Linked DNA regions of Rattus norvegicus: regions 2 and 3 are each linked to region 1. Evidence: chromatin contacts called from public Hi-C data. All regions are on one chromosome and are shown on one strand. The core of a region is the stretch at or near the end of the contact, and the rest is flanking DNA. Distances in the headings are between cores, read along the strand shown. Region 1 holds the start of Hey1 (hes-related family bHLH transcription factor with YRPW motif 1). Region 2 holds the start of Mrps28 (mitochondrial ribosomal protein S28). Region 3 overlaps Mrps28 (mitochondrial ribosomal protein S28).

The links. Hi-C and Micro-C count contacts between places; a contact is called where the count stands out from the background.
Region 2: a Hi-C map of liver shows a contact between it and region 1, with 3 times the contacts expected there. The contact joins the promoter of Mrps28 here to the promoter of Hey1 in region 1. A contact is called at or near these places in 2 of 12 Hi-C or Micro-C datasets (frontal cortex and liver) and 1 of 1 datasets of contacts at active chromatin or transcription factors (oligodendrocytes).
Region 3: a Hi-C map of Schwann cells shows a contact between it and region 1, with 11 times the contacts expected there. The contact joins the enhancer-like site here to the promoter of Hey1 in region 1. A contact is called at or near these places in 10 of 12 Hi-C or Micro-C datasets (the Rat2 cell line, Schwann cells, frontal cortex and 5 more) and 1 of 1 datasets of contacts at active chromatin or transcription factors (oligodendrocytes).

The regions. Positions count from the first base shown.
Region 1 is chr2:95,002,504-95,005,314 of GRCr8, reverse strand. It overlaps Hey1 (hes-related family bHLH transcription factor with YRPW motif 1), which reads right to left and starts at 1,380. Exons shown (of 5, transcript NM_001191845.2): 1 at 1,131-1,380; 2 at 845-920; 3 at 622-705; 4 at 293-374. The coding sequence starts at 1,219.
Region 2 is chr2:94,726,673-94,729,483 of GRCr8, reverse strand. Mrps28 (mitochondrial ribosomal protein S28) reads right to left here and starts at 1,450. Exons shown (of 3, transcript NM_001412947.1): 1 at 1,223-1,450. The coding sequence starts at 1,432.
Region 3 is chr2:94,746,032-94,748,842 of GRCr8, reverse strand. All of the region lies in intron 1 of Mrps28 (mitochondrial ribosomal protein S28), which reads right to left. Among named protein-coding and RNA genes, the nearest start is that of Mrps28, 19 kb to the right of the region's middle. Within about 2 kb of position 1,387, at least 1 of the 93 cell types and tissues checked has an H3K27ac peak or open chromatin away from gene starts, as enhancers often do. A contact at or near this core is called in Schwann cells, where this site is marked.

The DNA.
Region 1 (2,811 bases), core at 131-2,630:
TTCTTAAATAGTAACAGACAAATGTGACTGACTTGACCTAAATCAGGGCTGTCACAACTGGAGGAGCTCCTGGAGAAGGCACTTGCTGAAAGGTGCATTAGCTCATTGAGAGAGGACTAGGGTGATGTATTCGCTGTTCAAGAACCCATGTGCTGTGGAAGGTGCACTGGTTGGCAATCACATACAGCTCTCTCCCCACCCCCAAAGCAAAAGCAGGCAGGGACTGCACCAATCCCAGACTGCGCTTGCTGCTCCCTCCACGCGCAGAGCCAGCTGAGCTGGAGAGGAATACCTTTCCCTCCTGCAGTGTGCAGCATTTTCAGGTGATCCACAGTCATCTGCAAGATCTCAGCTTTTTCTAGCTTCGCAGATCCCTAAGAAGATGACAAGAGGCTTATTCGACACAAGTGCTTTTGGAGAACTTAAAATATGCACACGAACATGCATACATGTAAAATACAAACGTAAACAAAAGCAAAACGAGATGTATCCACAAAAATCTGTTGGAATTTGTGTAAGGACGTTCAACGACCTGGCACAAATGGAGGTTAGAAGCATGGAGGAGAGGAAATCAGAAGGTGCTGAAGGCTACACTAGGCGCTCTCATACTTCCTCCATTACCTGCTTCTCAAAAGCACTGGGTACCAGCCTTCTCAGCTCAGACAAACTGTTATTGATTCGGTCTCGTCGGCGCTTCTCGATGATCTATGGGAAGCAGACAAAAACAAAGGAAGGCATTTCCATTATGACTGTACATTCCAATGAGGAGCAATGTGGTTCTTTCCGTTAGTTAATATAACAATGTGCATATGTGTTTAAATTGGGGGGGGGGGGAGATACTCACGCCTCTCCGTCTTTTCCGGGCCAAAACCTGGGACGATGTGGTTGGGGACATGGAACCCAGCGCCGAACTCAAGTTTCTGTAAGATGGGAAGCAATTGCCTTGAGAAAGGATGAGGAGTCAGAGCCTTCCTACACTCAGATTTCTTTGGCAACTTGAGCTGGATAGAGCGGAGAGGATCGCTCACAGCCAGAAGCGGCCGGCCCACGACTCCCGGCAATGGGGACCCAGCACCAGCGCACCCCATCCTCTCCTCCGGCTCCGGATCGGCCGGACGCCGCTAACTCACCCATTCTCGTCTGCGCTCTCCTTCTCCACCTCGATGGTCTCGTCCAGCTCACTATCAGAGGAGCTGTAGTCCGGGTGAGCTCTCTTCATGGTGGCGGAGCGCGGGCTCCCAGGAGGGTCGCGCGGCGGGCAGGGAGGAGTTAACTGCGCGGCCGCTCGGCGCTCGGCTGCAGGCGGTGCGTGCACACTGATCCCACTCACGCTCAGCCTCTGGTTAAAACTCAACCATCCCTTTCCCACGCTGCGCCCCTTCCCAGGGATAGGGGGAGGGCGGAGGAGGCGGGGAGGTTGGGGCAGGGGCGGGGCCGCGGCTCCCGGGCAACCGCGGGCTCCCGCCAATCGGCGCCTCGCTACGCGGATTGGCAGCCGCAGTGGGGCGGGACGAGCAGACCAGGCCCGCTGCGCCCCGCCCCTGGAGCCCGCCCCTGCCCGGCGGCAGTGCGTCGGCTCTGCGGGAGCTCGGCTGGGGGCCGCGGGCGGCGGTGGGCCGGCGGCGGGCAGGAATGGAGGGCCGGCCGGGGACACCAGCCCGGCAATAGCCACCGACCCGCCCCACCCGGCGCGCCCCGATTGGCCTGGCCGTGTGCCAGGGCCGCGCCTGCAGCGCCGCCGGTGAGCCGCACGCGCCGCGGGCCGTGGGAAAGTGCCGGCGCCCCGGCCGCCAGCCAATCCGGACGGACGGCGACGGCGGCCGCGCTGGCGGCGGCGGCGGCAGCTCTGGGCGTCCGCATGAATGGAGAAGAATAGCCTGGCGGGGGAGCGGGGCTGCGCGAGGGCGCGCCTGCCGGGCTCCTGGTGTGAACCTGTAATCGGAGTCCGGGCGCCGGCGGGCCCCGGAAGCCCCTGCCCGCGTCCGGCTCTCGGCACTGCTGTCGGTGCCCAGCGGCGGGAGGCGCGCACAGTTGGCGGATCCTGCAGGAACAGTCGCCCGAGGCGCCGCTCGTTTGGGTGGTGGCCACCAGCTCTGGGAGCAGAGCCTGGGGCGCCGATCAAGGGATGCTGCCTTTTGGGCTCTGGGAGCCCGTGACAATCCTTCAGGGCTTCTCAACTCCGGGACGCATCTCATTCCCGGGAAAGTGGACCGCTTGTTTTCTGGGTTAGCTTGAGGGAGGGCTAGCTGTCCCCGGAGACATTCATTATGTTGGGATTTTTGCTGTTGTTTTGTTTTGTTTTTGCCCTCCCTTCCCCCTAGAGTTGGCGGCCAGATCCTCTCAGCAGGCGACAGGGTGGCGGCCTGAGTGTTTGCTTCTGAGTCTGACTTCGCTGCGGGGATGCACGTTTCTGGCCGGCACCGCGCAAACACACATCATCCCTTTGGTCTCATTTGGGGCAGGCATTTGGGGTGCTATATGAGGTTCTGCACACCGTTCTCCCCGCTTCCCCACCAGGAAGGCCGACTTTTAAAAATAGTTTGGTTCCCGAGTCCAGAGTTCATAGAAGTAGACGTCCTAGAGAAAACCCAGTCTATCCCGCTCAAAGGTAGTGAGTGCACTTTGGGATCCACTCTTGGAGCCTGCAATCCTGTCTGTGAAACAAAACTTCATAAACGTTGAGAAGAGTAAAGCAAACTCATCGCCTTTGCAAGCAATTCTGTTTCTAGACCTCAAGAGTTCCATGAGTGCAGACTAAAGCCAACCCCTAGGTCCAGTCCTCCATCTGCACACACTTTAGACCACCTCCTG
Region 2 (2,811 bases), core at 201-2,700, 280 kb after region 1:
AAAGTAGATCATGGCTTCCAGTTGAGTGGTTTTTTGTTTTTGGGGTTTTTTTGTTTTGTTTTGTTTTTTTGTTGTTCTTTTTTTTTTTTTTTCCCAGAGCTGGGGACCGAACCCAGGGCCTTGCGCTTGCTAAGCAAGCCCTCTACCACTGAGCTAAATCCCCAACCCCCAGTTGAGTGTTTTTATGTGATTCCTGAGTATGTGTACAAGTGCCTTCTCTTGGGCTCTTTTCGTTCTGTTTGTTTTGTCCAATTCTAATGTTTTAAGTTTTTGTTATCGTCTTCTATTTTGTTTTAGTATTAAAAAAAGAATTCCTATTGTCCTATAAGTAAAAAAAAAAAATTGTTTTAAGCCACTGCATGTGGCAAAAATCACAAAATTATGTCCTGAGGTCCTTCCCATCATTGGATCAAAGAAAAGTTTTGGCACTCAAAACTAAAATGACCCTACCATCCTGAAATATCTACATGTGTACTGTTCAGTAAAACACAGGAAATTCAGGTTTTTTTCTTATATAACCTAACTTCATGCATAATGGAATCTCATAATTTTTAATCCTTATTGTCTATTTGCACTACTTCATGTAGCTAAACGTTTTTACCCTATTTTACAAATAATGCTTTACACAAATGGAAAAGAAAACTTTTTTTTTAATAAAAGATCATTTTCAGTAAAGGAACGTGAAATACTGACAGTTTAAATCATACACCCAGTTCACAATAGCTTTAACTGTCACTTTACCTATGCATTCAATTAAGATGTTTGTGACAGGCCGGGAGCTTCAGACCTCAGCTCCTTAAGGCAGAATTAAGCCCTAGAGCTGTTTTCCTCCAAATCTTGTGGGTTGCCCCACAAACCCGCTGGATACTTTGCTCATAATGTCGCACAAGAGTTTGCAGAAAGAACCCACACGGCCGTAAATGCCGTGAAAAAGAAAGAAAACATTAATCACACGCTCTGCTGCAGGTCAAGGGTAGGAAGCTGTTACACCCGCCGCTCCAGTCCCTCCTCTCTCCATCCCTAAGTCACTGGCATAGCCCATGTCAACAAGGACCAAATTTATCCCCCCACCATGCTGGCCCCTCCCTAGTGTCGCAGCCTTAGCCCCTCCCCAACACTGACAGCTTCTGCCCCACCATGCTGGCTCCTCCTAGTGTCCTGGGCTTAGCTCCTCCCCACGCTTGGTCCCGTTTCCGGACGTGGCGCCGCGAGGCCTGCTCACCAGCCCGAGCTCCGCCTTCCGCTGCAGCTCCGAGTGTCGCTCCAGAGCGCTCGCGAAGCCTCCTGAGCGCGCCCGAGGAGCGGAGGAATCGTGGATCGCATTCTCGGCGCCACTCTCCGTACTTGCATTTCGCAAAGGCTTGGAGAAGACAAGCGCTCTCAGGAAACGGCTCCCAACAGTCCCGGCGTGTGACCCACACAGCGCCGCCATGACGCCTGCACGACCTCTGACCTCTTCCGCACGCTGGCCGGTCAGGGGGCGGGCCGAAGAGAGCCCCGCCTACTGCCCTAATACTGGGCGAGCCTGCGAGGCCCGTAGATTAATGCCTAATTGACCGCTCTCCCACGGACGCCATGGAGAGAGCGCATGCCTCGCATGGGAAGCAGTGACACTGCAGCTGCTGTACCCCACGGTCTTCAGAGGTCTCCTTGGTTATCCTACTGGAGTTGGAAGCCCCAAGCTCTAAAGCACCTCCGGTGCCTTTATTATTCAGCACTTTCGAAAGTGTCATGCTTGAGATTTGAAATCATTCTTTGTGTTCGCCCTCCAATTTTGTAAACTCCAGGAAGGAAGAATATTGCCTTTGCAAATCGGCACAAAGTCGTTCATAAAACTGGTGGTAGGTCTGTCCTGGGCCACTTCTGTTGCCAGTCACCTGCATTACAAAACCCAACAGAAGTTTTATCCTGGCTAACTACCATCATTTCCCATGAATTAATCCTCAGAATATGCCCAGGCGTAGCACTTCCATACCCCCATCCCCAAATACTTGATATTTATTGTTTGTTTCTCCCCAGTATAAATCCCCATAATTTGTCCATCCACTTCAGAATCAAACCTAACACCATAGTTGCAAAAGTGTTTGACTTTTAGGTGGACCCCTAATAATCAACCTACAAATTACTAAATCTGAGGGCAGGTGTCACAAAAATATCCTTTGTGCTCACTAAGTAGTTAGTTGAGGGTGACCTTCAACACCTGCTTCTCCCTGAATGGTGGGACATTACAAGCACTGTCACTACCACAGCCAGGACAGAACCTCTTTTATGTCTTTGACATATGTTGATCCCGAAGGTATATTCTGATCATGGAATGGTGCATAATTTTATGCATCACTTAACACTCACCATTACTTTCAGTAGGAGCCTGAGGTAGATTCCACTCCAGGTGAGATCTCACACTGCACACGTAAACCCATTTCTGCTGACAGTTAAGTGGATTCTCGTCGAAAATGTCCATCTATGGCTATCACTACATTCAGCTCCTTTTGAAAACAGTGTGGCAAATTGTAGAGCATAACCAGTGACATTTAAGAGCCCTCAGCAGCCCCAAGTCAGGAACTTTCATCTTGGGCAATCCTGTACCCAGTGCTGATTTGGTTTTCCTACTTAGGAAAGCAAGCTGACCACCGGTGCCAAGTTTAAAGAACTGCTTTGCAAACTTAATATTGTATCACTTCAAGTGCTTGTCCAGCATGGCAAGGCCCTAGGTTCCGTCTTCTGCATAAGTCCCTGTGCATCTGGATGTACTGAACAAATGAGGCCCTACCTTTAAATCCAACAGACATGTTATATTCATGTTGCCTGAGC
Region 3 (2,811 bases), core at 138-2,637, 260 kb after region 1:
CATGGCAGGGTCTGTATACAGAGATCAACTAATGTAGCCACCCATCAAATCAATAGGCTACAGAAGAAAAATCACATGGTCCTGTCAACAGCTGCAAAAAAAGCCTAGGACAAAATGCAATACACAGCCATAAACACTCTCACTAAGCTAGGAATAGAGGAGAGCTTTTAACTTGATAACGAATATCTTCAAAGAACCCTTTCAGCTATCATAATCAATGATGAAACATTCACCATTCTGAAGCCTTCAGCATCACAATGTATGCAACATGCCCTCCCTAAAGCAGTAGGGCAAAAACAGGGGGTGGGGGAGAAACTAAACAAAGAGTATACAAAAGAAAGAGTAAAACTGTCCTTATAGGTGACATGAGGCATGATCATCTATGCCTCATCTTAAACTCAGCAGGCCAAGGAATGGGACCTCAGCCAGTAATGGGTTTACCCAGCATGCACCATGCATCCTACACCACATAAAACTGGGAGTAGTAACATGCTTATAATCCCAGAGCTCAGGAGGTAAACTCAAGAGGATCAGAAGTTCAAGGCCACTCTTGCCCATATGAAGGTAAAAGCTAGTTGTTGGTGGTATTTTAATGAAAGCTAACAATAAAACCTTGGGAGAAAAAAGTCAGCCTATGCTACCCGAGACTCTGAAAAAAATAAAAATAAGAGCTCAGTAGCCAACTCTGCTCCTCCTGGACATGGTAGGTTACTGCAGCAGGTTTGCAGGACATCAGGGTCTGTCAGAGTAGCCGTCATGCTTGATGGACAAAGACATTTACAAAAGCTAGGCTCACATTCTCTCTCCCCCCTCACTCCATCTCCTACTTTTCCCTCCTCTTTCTCTGGCCCCTTTGCCCTTCTCCTTCCTCCTCTCTTTCACCAACTACACAGATTTGTGTAACTAGAAGTCAGGTCATGCAGCTAAGTACATAAAATTTTACTTCCAGCTATCCTACGACGTGAAATAGTTTCCTGAGCAAGACCAAATGTTTTGCTGTAAGACCTCAGGTAATTCACTCTGTATTAGAATTTCTCTAGTAACACAGACCACATTTAAATCTTATCCTTGTATTTTTTCTTGCTTGCTATACTCCAAGGTGAAAGAGTTATCTGTCTTGCGCACTACTACAAAGTTGCATAAATATCTAATCACAGCTCATAAAGGACAAAGAAAGTGGTATATTTACTGACTATCCTTTTAGTCTTTTAGAAATCAATGTCTAGTCCATTTATGTATGATGCCACCCTCTCAACATTACTCAAATTCCAATCTTGGACACGCTAGTCAAAACAATCTTTCCAGAGAAGATTCTCTTTACAGTAGCAACAGTACTGAGTCAGTGACTACTGAGTGCCCAACCCTAAGCAGGACACTCACCATTGCCCTCAGACATGCAGGGAACAGGCAGAGGGGAGGGAAAGGGGTCTAAGAGCTGGAGGACAGAGAAGGGCATTCTAAAATGCTGCCTTCTAGACATGGATGACAGTGATTGGCTGTGTGAGACCCATGAGGACTCGGGGGTGGAACTGAGCCACACAGGCTTACGCGGCAAGTGTTTCTACTGAGGCATGCTTTCTAGCGCCACATATTAAATTTAAAGTGAATTCATAAGCCACATCTTAAATGCTCAATTGCTATATGTGGACAGTTTGCTACAGGACTTTTCTACCATCCCACAGAGGGCTAGACAGATGGCTCAGTTTGCAAACTTCCTGCTGTGAAAGCATGAAAGAGCTGGGTTCAGATCCCCAGCACCCAGCACCTGAAGCACTGTGTGGGTGCACTTGTACTCACACTGGGAAAGTGGAGCTGGGAGAGTCCCTGGGCTTTGCTGGCTAGCTAGTCTAACTGAATCCAGTGAATCCTGGCTCAGCGGGAGACCCTGTCCCAAAAAGGAAGGCAGAGAGCAACAGAAAGACAACCAATATTAGCCTCCAGCAGCCACACGAATGCACACACATTTGCACATGTACTCACATCTACAAACACACAAGTACCCATCACACACACATATACAAAAAAATTTCTATTAAAAATAGCTTGTATTAAGAAATCTGAGCCAACTTTCAAGGACAAGAAAGAAAGTCATAATGAAAGGAACCCAGCATTGCTCCAGGTCTAGTATATTATGACAAGCTTGCTACATGGAGACTGTAAATATAGTATGTTGGCCCAAGAGACTAAAGGGACTTTTAATACTCTGCTTGTCTAGCTGAATAAAGCATACTAAATGAAAATAGACTACACTAAATAAGACTCAAACACCCTCCTTAGTCTAGCAGAAGAATCTAAAAGGCCTGAAGAGAAGAGAAGGCTGGAATAGGGATAATCTCTTGTATCCTGTGTGGAAGCATCACCTGTCAATAAAAAGCTGGTGGTCAATAAGCTGAGGCAGGATTAGAAGGTGGGACATCTGGCAGAGAGAAAGGAACTCTGGGAAATAGTCAAGCACAGGAAGATTCGCGCCCCCAGACTCAGAGGAAGTATGAAGCAGAGGAGATATAACTAGTCATGCGGCAAACAGAATAGTATAAACGGGTTAATACCGGTTACAAGCTAGTGGGAACAGGCCAAGCTTGTGGCCTAGACATTTAATTAATAAATAATAAGCCTCCGAGTTGTTATTCGGAAACAAGGGTACAATGGAAGAGTCCATGGATTGCTGATTTAAAGCTGTTCACCTGCCTTTCACAGTATCCCCTCACCAAGACTGGGAGACACTGGCAGTCCTGAAAGAACATGAGGTGCGTGGGACAACAGAATGGGTCAGTAGTCTCAGCGCTCAATGGCTATCAAGATAATCTGACC